Regions from separate parts of the Mus musculus genome. Here region 2 is linked to region 1. Evidence: chromatin contacts called from public Hi-C data. All regions are on one chromosome and are shown on one strand. Each heading gives the region's core, a stretch centred on a gene start, on an enhancer-like site or on the middle of the called end of the contact. The rest is flanking DNA. Distances are from core to core; before and after follow the strand shown.

Region 1 (4,291 bases), core at 1,279-3,778:
AAGGGGCTCCAGGTAGGCTTCACGTACTCAGGAGCCATGCGCAACCTCCCACTTTCTACAAAAACAGCATGTGAGCCGCCTACCTGTCAACTCCCCACGGTCATCAGTCAGCTTCTGTGCGCTGACGACACAAAGGGCTGGGAGAGGTAGAGCTGCATAGGTGCCAAGATCCAAACACAAGTGACATCACTCGGAGGCAGCAGCCTGCACCACAGCCTCTTGGGGGGATTCTGCTTTTTAGATTACGTACAGGTAGTGGCTTGGTGGTAGGAATCTGCCTAGCATGCTTGAAGATCTGGGTTCAATCTCTAGTATCAATTTTTTTTTAAGAAAAAAAGGAAGGAAGAAAGAGGGAAAGAAAGAGAGAGAGAAAGGAAGGAAGGAAGACAAAGTATCTCTGTGGGTGGAACTTAGCTCCTATCAGACTAGGCCCGACTCCAGGTCCTAGAGCACTTGTGACCTTGAATGGGGGAAGGTCAAGGTCAAGTTCTGGGGAACCGAGGCAAGACAGTGGTTATGACTTTACTGAGCATGTGCTTGGTGCTGGCACTGAGTTCCATCTGCGTATGTATTCCCTTTACTACAGATTAAGTCCTCTCTCTGGGAGGAAGATGTTTACAACAGGGGAAACTGAGGTTCAGAGCAAATAGATTAGGAAGCGTCAAAAAATACAAAGACAAAGAAAAGGAAAAGAAAAATAGAACCTCATGCAGACTCTCACCTTCCCCAGAGAAGAAAAAAAAAAGACAGGAGCAAAGAGTGGGGCTTCCTAGGTGACTCACAGGCTAAGAGACCTTTGAGCCTGGCCTCAAACCTGCCCTAGGTACAGGGAGACAGCCATTTCCCCTCCCCTAGAGGAAGCTCCCTCCTACCGTGCTCAGATTCTGAAAACTGAGTTAATATCTTGGGCCAGGTCAAGCAAAGTTTGGACCTTCCATGTGGTCTTCAATGGCAGCTGGTCCATGGCTTCCCTCAGATCCACTGCTGCTGTCTCTGTTCAGCTCCCGGGGCGTACACAGGGAAGGGTTTGCTATGCACTCAAGTATGTAGGGTCCATGTATCTGAACATGGTTGCATGCATGCATGCATATGCATGTCTAGGGGCTCGAGTAAAAGTCCACTCAAGATCTTCAGAGGAGAGGGAAATGTCCCGACCATGCTATCTGGACACTCAAGGCTGTGAAGGCCTGAGGAAGAGACAAGAGTGTACTCTTGCCTGGGTCCTTAAAATGGGCAGAGTTCATCCCAGTGTCGGTGAAGAAGGTATGAGAGTGAGGCTGGTTGGAAGAGTGGACCAGACCTCTTTTCTCTTTGCATTCTATTGGAAAACAGCCACAGGAACCTGTTTGTAGGGGGGAAAAAAAGAAAGAGAGAAAGAGAGAAAGAGAGAAAGAGAGAGAGCGAGAGGAAGGGAGGAAGGAAGAAAGAGAGGGAGAGAGAGAAAGAGAGAACGGAAGGAAGGAAGGAAGAGAGAGAGAGAGAGAGAGAGAGAGAGAGAGAACCTTCCTGTTCAGGTCCCTTCCTTGGACACAGGCCCAAGTGATAACTCCAGGGATCCAGTGTATTAGCACCTTGTGACTAATTCCATCCCCATAAACCCAAGGCCAGTGATCTCAAGGTGCCTCTTCTAGGTTAGAAGGCTGGTGGTCTGGATACCCACGGATCAGCAGGCAGGCTCTGAATAAGATCTCAGCTGGCCTGGTCCCAAGTCAGCCTATGTCTTGGCAGCTTCTGCTCCTGCCTGTGAGGGTGACTTCACTTTGACTTCATATCTGCAGAGTGATGTACAGAGATTGCTTATTCAACCCTGAGCTCAGTCGGGCAGGAGGGTGGGGCTCTGCATACTGAAGGAGAGGAGCAGCTGAGCCCCTCCCCAGACTCAGGTTCCAGGACCTGTTTGTTCACTCCAAGGTCCTACAGGCGTCTGTTTTTCTTTCCTTCCATTACTAGTTGCAAGCCATGCTTCAAAAAGCAGCTGGGAGTAGGGAGAGATGGGTTTTCCTCACAGGCATCTAGAGCCTGCATCCGACCTTCTATTTCCTGCCTAGAGGCTCCCATATCAAGGGTAAATATATTTAGTCATAATTTGGGGAAGGGAGAGTTCGATTCTTCTGGCAAACTTCTCTTTTCATCCTTCCCAACACCCCTGTAGCCGCTGCCCTATCAGTCAGTTCACATCCTAAGAGCTCTTCTATTTGGTGGGATAAGCGCATACAATTCCCAGCACTGCACCAGACGACAACGGTAGCAGGTCTCTTTGAAAGGTGTGCAATTAGCCAGTGTCTTGGTCCTATTGGTTGTACCGGTCCTGGGAATCACAAACAAGCCCAACAGGACCCCCAACCGTCTTCACCACATGATATGTTGTACACTGGAAGCAGGCTCTCTGTCCCTCTTTCTCTTGATCAGGGCTCCTCCCCTCTTCCCGCCTCTAACCCCAGAAGAAGCTGCAGGCTCCAAACGCGCTTCTCACTCCCGCCCCCTTGATAAATGGCGGAGGATGCTCTTCGCGTCCAGAGACTGGAGGGACATCATTCTAGACTCTGGGTCTCTGCGAGTATAGGTGACCAGTCGGCCCAGACGCCGAATCTTCTGTGTTGCTCTTTCTGGGCGGCGGGAAAGGACTAACAGAAACAGCAAGCGAGACGCACGGGGTGAGAAAGTGGCTATGCCGGCAAATGATCATGGATCCAGGTTACCTTTAGTAGACCAGCACCCGCACCACAACCCACACGCACCCAGCTCCGACCCGCGCTCATCTAGAGAGGAAATAGAGGTTCCCCTAGCAGTCGGGTGCCGCCCCACCTTGCCCCACACAGTACCTGGAGCCCCGCCCCTCCACACACACCCGCACCCCTGGTCCCGCCCCTCTCGCTGCCACTCCCTCTGCGCCCTGCCCTGCCCCAGTCCGCTCCCCGGGCGCAGGCAGCGCAGGTCTCTCATCAGTACCGCAACCGGAGCCGTGCAAGCAACAGCAGAGAGCGGCTCCGAGTCCGCAGCTGGGAGTCGCGCCCGGACGCAACGCGCCCGCAGTGCCCGCTGCGCCCGGGCTGGCATGGGGAGGCCCGGCTGAGCGCCGCACCCCACCGCCGCCGAGACCCGCCTGCTCCTCAACCGCGGCCCTCGCGCGCACGGGCGATGGCGAAAGCGACGTCCGGCGCCGCAGGGCTGGGGCTGAAGCTGATTTTGCTCCTGCCGCTGCTAGGAGAAGGTGAGTCCTACGGGCGGCTGGGACGGTAGGGGCCGGGGTGAAGTTAGCGCTGCGCGCCGAGCCGGGAAGCTGACGCGCGCAGAAGCGCGCTTACATTGGCTGTCACCGGCCGGCTGCGCGGCTGGCGGGCCTCCGGGTCTGGGAACCGGGTCGCTGCGGCTAGCTGCTGCGCTTGGGCCACCGGCTGGGCGGGGCTCGGCTCGCCTTGGGTCCGTGCGAGTTGCGAGCCGGGCAGAGTAGACTGCTCCGCCAAAGCCGCAGCTGAACATCCCAAGCTGGTCGCTTTTCCAGCCGCGGCCGGCCGTGTGCCCGAGCGAAGCGGACAGATCTTGTCGCCTTTGGGGAGCAGCTGCGAGCGGACAGGGTAGGCAGCCCTGGGAAGCCCACGACTTGAGCCAGCGCTTGGAGACTGCAGCGCCCAGATTTTCTTTTCGCGTTTCAATTCTGCACTTGCTGTAGCTCCATTCGTCTGGCTGAAGGGCGCTGAGGCAATCTTTAGTAAAGGTTATTTTTCCTGTGTGTGTTTTTGCCGCCCTGATCTTTAAAAACCTAAAAGCCTGTGGTCTCTCCCCCCCCGCCCCCCCCCCGTCCCCGCGTGTCTTCGCCGAGAGCTCTGAGCTCTGCCCCACAGTTGGGAGTCCTGTGTCACATGCTATTCCGCTGGAGCACATGAAAATGTGTCTTTTGGAGGCATAATAGGGTCCAGGGCTGACATTTAGTTACCCAGAGCTTTGGGCCCTGCCACTCGGGAGTGTGGTGATGGGCTGCCAGCATCATGGACAGCACACATAGGCGCCCCTCATTAGGTGTGGCCTTTCAAAGGCTGGTCACTGCCCTCGCTCCTATACCCTGACCAAATGAACCACAAGGATACAGGATATTGACCCGGTTGGCTGCACATTTTACTGTCCTTCAATCTACCCTAACTTGGTTCCCTCTGGAAAATATTTGTACCAAGTTTCCCTCTGATAACAGAATTGAGCCCAGGCCACCCACTCCCATTACTTACAAAAGGTTTGCAACCTTTGGAAATAGGCAAGACTGTTCATCTTGCCTCTAGCTCAGAGTCGTGTACTGGGT
Region 2 (4,291 bases), core at 1,080-3,579, 190 kb before region 1:
TTCTAAGACTGTTGATGAGTAGAGGTGTCTAAAATGATTGAATGATTGACAGTCAGGAGAGTTAGGGGATTACCCAAGGCACCATTTGCTGAGCAGCATTCAGGGATCTTTTTGGAGTTAGTGGCTGTGACTTGGAGCCGCAGAAAACACAGTTGGTACATGTCTTAAAGCATAGAAGCAAAGTGGATAGAACTTATTACAATAAAACCTAAATTGTTATGTCCATGGTTCCTTTGTATTTTTAAAAAGTTAATCTTGATGTTGATTGAGACTCCTGGTGTTGTCTCCTTGTCTCCTCTGTAGCTTAACCAGGCTGAATTTGAAGATCAAGAAGATGAAACCAGAGTTCAGTATGAGGGGTTTCGACCTGGAATGTATGTTCGAATTGAGATCGAAAACATCCCTTGTGAATTTGTGCAGAACTTTGACCCACACTACCCAATTATTCTGGGTGGTTTGGGCAATAGCGAGGGCACTGTGGGGTATGTGCAGGTAGGTGCCCTTTGCTGCAAGATTGGAGATGGGTCATTTGGATGTACACTCTGTTTTATTGAATGTTTATGTCTCCAGATGCGCATCAAGAAACATCGTTGGTATAAGAAAATCCTCAAGTCTCGAGACCCCATTATTTTTTCTGTAGGATGGAGGAGATTTCAGACCATCCCATTGTATTACATTGAAGACCACAATGGAAGACAAAGGCTTCTAAAATACACCCCACAACACATGCATTGTGGAGCAACTTTTTGGGGTAAATTGATTATAAATATTATAAGATCAATTTATACTATTCAGGCTATCCCTATAGTTTTGTTCTTTGTCTGTCTTGAAACCCAACTTAAAAGATTTGTTTCTTTGAGAAAAAGGGTTGGAGTAAAATACGTGGTTTACAATTTTTCCTTTTCTGTTTTCTTTAAGGTCCTATCACTCCACAAGGAACTGGATTTTTGGCGATACAGTCTGTCAGTGGTGTAATGGTAAATAACAGAGATGCATTCTTTATTGATTATACAGATGAACTAGAGAATATAAACTGTATTCATGAAGTTAAGTTGAAAACCAGCTATTTTTATATGTAATATTTAGTAAGTTTCTCCTTGCTTTGTATCTTCCTGCATCCTTTGCCTACCGTCTGCCCACCCTCCCCAACTCCTTCTCTTTTTCTTTCTTTCTTTTTCTGATAAGGTCTTGATATGTAGCCCAGGCTAGCTGAGACTCACAATCTTCCTGCCTCGGCCATCTGAATGTTAGCATTCCTGGTGTGCATTGCTTTGCCTGGCTTTCCTAAGTGGAGTGTGGGAATCAGGAGAGAGATAGGATTGTAATGGCACAATGGCATTGTATATTTTTGTGCCTTGTTTGGACTTATTTAAAAAATATTTAAGCAGCGTTCACTGGATACTCAATATTATACTGCATTGTGTGGGTCCCTCATAACCCTATAGACATGATGCTGTCCCTTAGTAGCACTGTGTGGACAAAGTATCTTCAGAGTTGTCTATGCCTGAACAGAACAAGCTTCATTTATTGGCTGTACCTAACATGTGAGAAAAAAGGGTGCTAAACAGACAATCCACCTGGGGTCCAAAGTCTCAGTTTTAAATTCAGTTGCACCTGAATTTGCCTTTGGTTCTGAACTGGTGATGTTCTGAGACGATTACCATGGATTCACTCTCAGGAGAAAGTCAAATTAGCAGCAGTGGCTTAGCATAATTAAAATCCTGGTTCATAGCCAGGGTGGTGGAGGCAGGGAGGCAAGAGTTCTAGGACATCCTCTGCCACATGTGGTGAGCCTAGGCTATTAAACCCTTTCTCGAGTACTAGTAAGTACCTAATATGAGTACTAGTACCTAATCTCGAGTACTAGTAAGTACCTAATACGAAAATAAATGAAATTGTGCCTTTTATAGCTAACTGTAAGGAAAAGGATTTGGGCTATTATTATAATTGTCACAGAGAATTAAAATTTTTCTTCCCCTGTTAGTCATATTTTTCAATCTTGGGTTCCTTTTAGCCTGAGTTTCGGATTGCTGCCACTGGAGTTGTCCTTGACCTGGATAAATCCATAAAAATTGTGAAGAAATTAAAACTAACTGGTTTTCCTTTTAAAATATTCAAGAATACTTCATTTATTAAGGTCTGTATATCCATGTATTCATGTTACAAATGTATACATTGTTAAAGAGTAGCAGACTCTTACTTATCTGAAGTGTTTGCAGCCAGCAGCACTTCCTGTGTGGATCCTCTTTTTGGGTTTTGTCTGTAATGGCTATTTTCAGGCTAGAGACTAAAGTCTAACTACAAGTTCATCTGTGTGGCCATTACACACTGTCCACAGGCATGAGGGCCCTGTTAGGATTCCAAGCATGCCTTTGTTTGGACTATGAATCATCAAATGGGGTTAGGTAGCAGATTTTCCTGTACTTTTAAAATAATAGATTTAAAATTTTTAGAAGAGTATTTGAAATCTTGGCATTTGATACTTTTGTTTTCTTTAAATGATTTGTCCTGTACTTAAAGGCAGAGATTCTTAGTAACTGCAGCTGTGACTTCTCCATGAGCCTGTCCTAGAGCCAACACAGATTAATCCACTGGGTTTTCTCACTACTTTAAAGCTGTGTTAGTAAGGAAAAAAAAAATCCTAAATTTTGTCCTAAGTGTTCAGTAGAAAGTAGATAAACCAGTTTGCAGCAAACAGCAAGATTTCAGTAGACTTCACACTCAGTTTCACAGTGTTCAGAGAAGATAGTTTAAAAGTTTATTTTGGGAAGGGGTCTCCATTAAAGATACATTTATAGACCATAAGGACTAGAGATGGTGCTCAGTGATAAAGTACTTGTATAAGGAGGGGAGGTACTCAGTGATAGAGTACTTGTATAAGGAGGGGAGGTACTCAGTGATAGAGTACTTGTATAAGGAGGGGAGGTACTCAGTGATAGAGCACTTGTATAAGGAGGGGAGGTACTCAGTGATAGAGTACTTGTATAAGGTGGGGAGGTACTTAGTGATAGAGACCTTGTATAAGGTGAGGAGGTACTCAGTGATAGAGTACTTTTATAAGGAGGGGAGGTACTCAGTGATAGAGTACTTGTATAAAGAGGGGAGGTACTCAGTGATAGAGTACTTGTATAAGGTGGGGAGGTACTCAGTGATAGAGTACTTGTATAAGGAGGGGAGGTACTCAGTGATAGAGTACTTGTATAAGGAGGGGAGGTACTCAGTGATAGAGCACTTGTATAAGGAGGGGAGGTACTCAGTGATAGAGTACTTGTATAAGGTGGGGAGGTACTTAGTGATAGAGACCTTGTATAAGGTGGGGAGGTACTCAGTGATAGAGTACTTTTATAAGGAGGGGAGGTACTCAGTGATAGAGTACTTGCATAAAGAGGGGAGGTACTCAGTGATAGAGTACTTGTATAAGGTGGGGAGGTACTCAGTGATAGAGTACTTGTATAAGGAGGGGAGGTACTCAGTGATAGAGTACTTGTATAAGGAGGGGAGGTACTCAGTGATAGAGTACTTGTATAAGGTGGGGAGGTACTCAGTGATAGAGTACTTGTATAAGGTGGGGAGAGGTACTCAGTGATAGAGAACTTGTATAAGGAGGGGAGGTACTTAGTGATAGAGTGCTTATAAAGCCTAGAGTTTGGTTTTCAGCTCTGCACAAAAGAAGATATCAAGGTTGTCTAGGCCACTTCACACCTGTAAATCCCTCTTCCTCTTATAATGAGCTACCAGTAATTAGCCTACTGATGAGCTCAGAGAAAGGTTTTAAATGTTAGTTAAGTGAAAATAAAGTTGAGCAGTATATTTTTTGATGTAATTTCACTGTTAGTGAGTTGGTTTTAGTTTTTTAAGCAAAGCTATAAGTAAAGCATGTCTGTGAGTTTTTATTTTGTTGCCTGTAGGGAATGTTTAATTCTGCATTGGAAGTAGCCAAATTTGAAGGTGCTGTCATTCGAACTGTCAGTGGAATAAGGGGACAGATCAAGAAAGCACTCCGGGCTCCCGAAGGAGCCTTCCGCGCTAGCTTTGAGGACAAGTTGCTAATGAGTGGTAAGGATCTTTTGTGGTTTGTTCAGGATACTGTTTTACCATTCATTATTGAGTCTAGCTGCTGCTGATTAGAGTGGGTTTTCAGAAGGCCGGGCAGCTCCATCTCTGTCCAGTTGGAATGTCCTGTACTTAGCTGGCTCACATTGTTTGTGCTGGCTGGGCTCACACCCAGATCTTTGTGATATTTAATCATAGTCAGTATCACAGTCTGTTAAGTGTTGATACTGTTTAATCA

Evidence for each region. A called contact is a pair of places that touch in the nucleus more often than the background predicts.
Region 2: a contact with region 1 is called in a Hi-C map of embryonic fibroblasts, with 20 read pairs. The contact joins the enhancer-like site here to the promoter of Ret in region 1. A contact is called at or near these places in 21 of 39 promoter capture datasets (the 3T3-L1 cell line, 3T3-L1-derived adipocytes, the C10 cell line and 13 more), 2 of 15 datasets of contacts at CTCF or cohesin (the NIH/3T3 cell line and pro-B cells), 44 of 484 Hi-C or Micro-C datasets (the AML12 cell line, the BV-2 cell line, the C2C12 cell line and 33 more), 25 of 115 datasets of contacts at active chromatin or transcription factors (the HPC-7 cell line, T-cell acute lymphoblastic leukemia, VIP interneurons and 18 more) and 2 of 9 other capture datasets (adipose tissue and macrophages).

What each region holds. Positions count from the first base shown.
Region 1 is chr6:118,195,981-118,200,271 of GRCm38.p6, reverse strand. Ret (ret proto-oncogene) reads left to right here and starts at 2,528. Exons shown (of 19, transcript NM_001080780.1): 1 at 2,528-3,211. The coding sequence starts at 3,139.
Region 2 is chr6:118,389,004-118,393,294 of GRCm38.p6, reverse strand. Bms1 (BMS1, ribosome biogenesis factor) reads left to right here. Exons shown (of 23, transcript NM_194339.1): 16 at 304-492; 17 at 571-751; 18 at 919-977; 19 at 2,015-2,137; 20 at 3,909-4,056. Among named protein-coding and RNA genes, the nearest start is that of Bms1, 28 kb to the left of the region's middle. Within about 2 kb of position 2,329, at least 10 of the 459 cell types and tissues checked have an H3K27ac peak or open chromatin away from gene starts, as enhancers often do. A contact at or near this core is called in embryonic fibroblasts and tail fibroblasts, where this site is marked.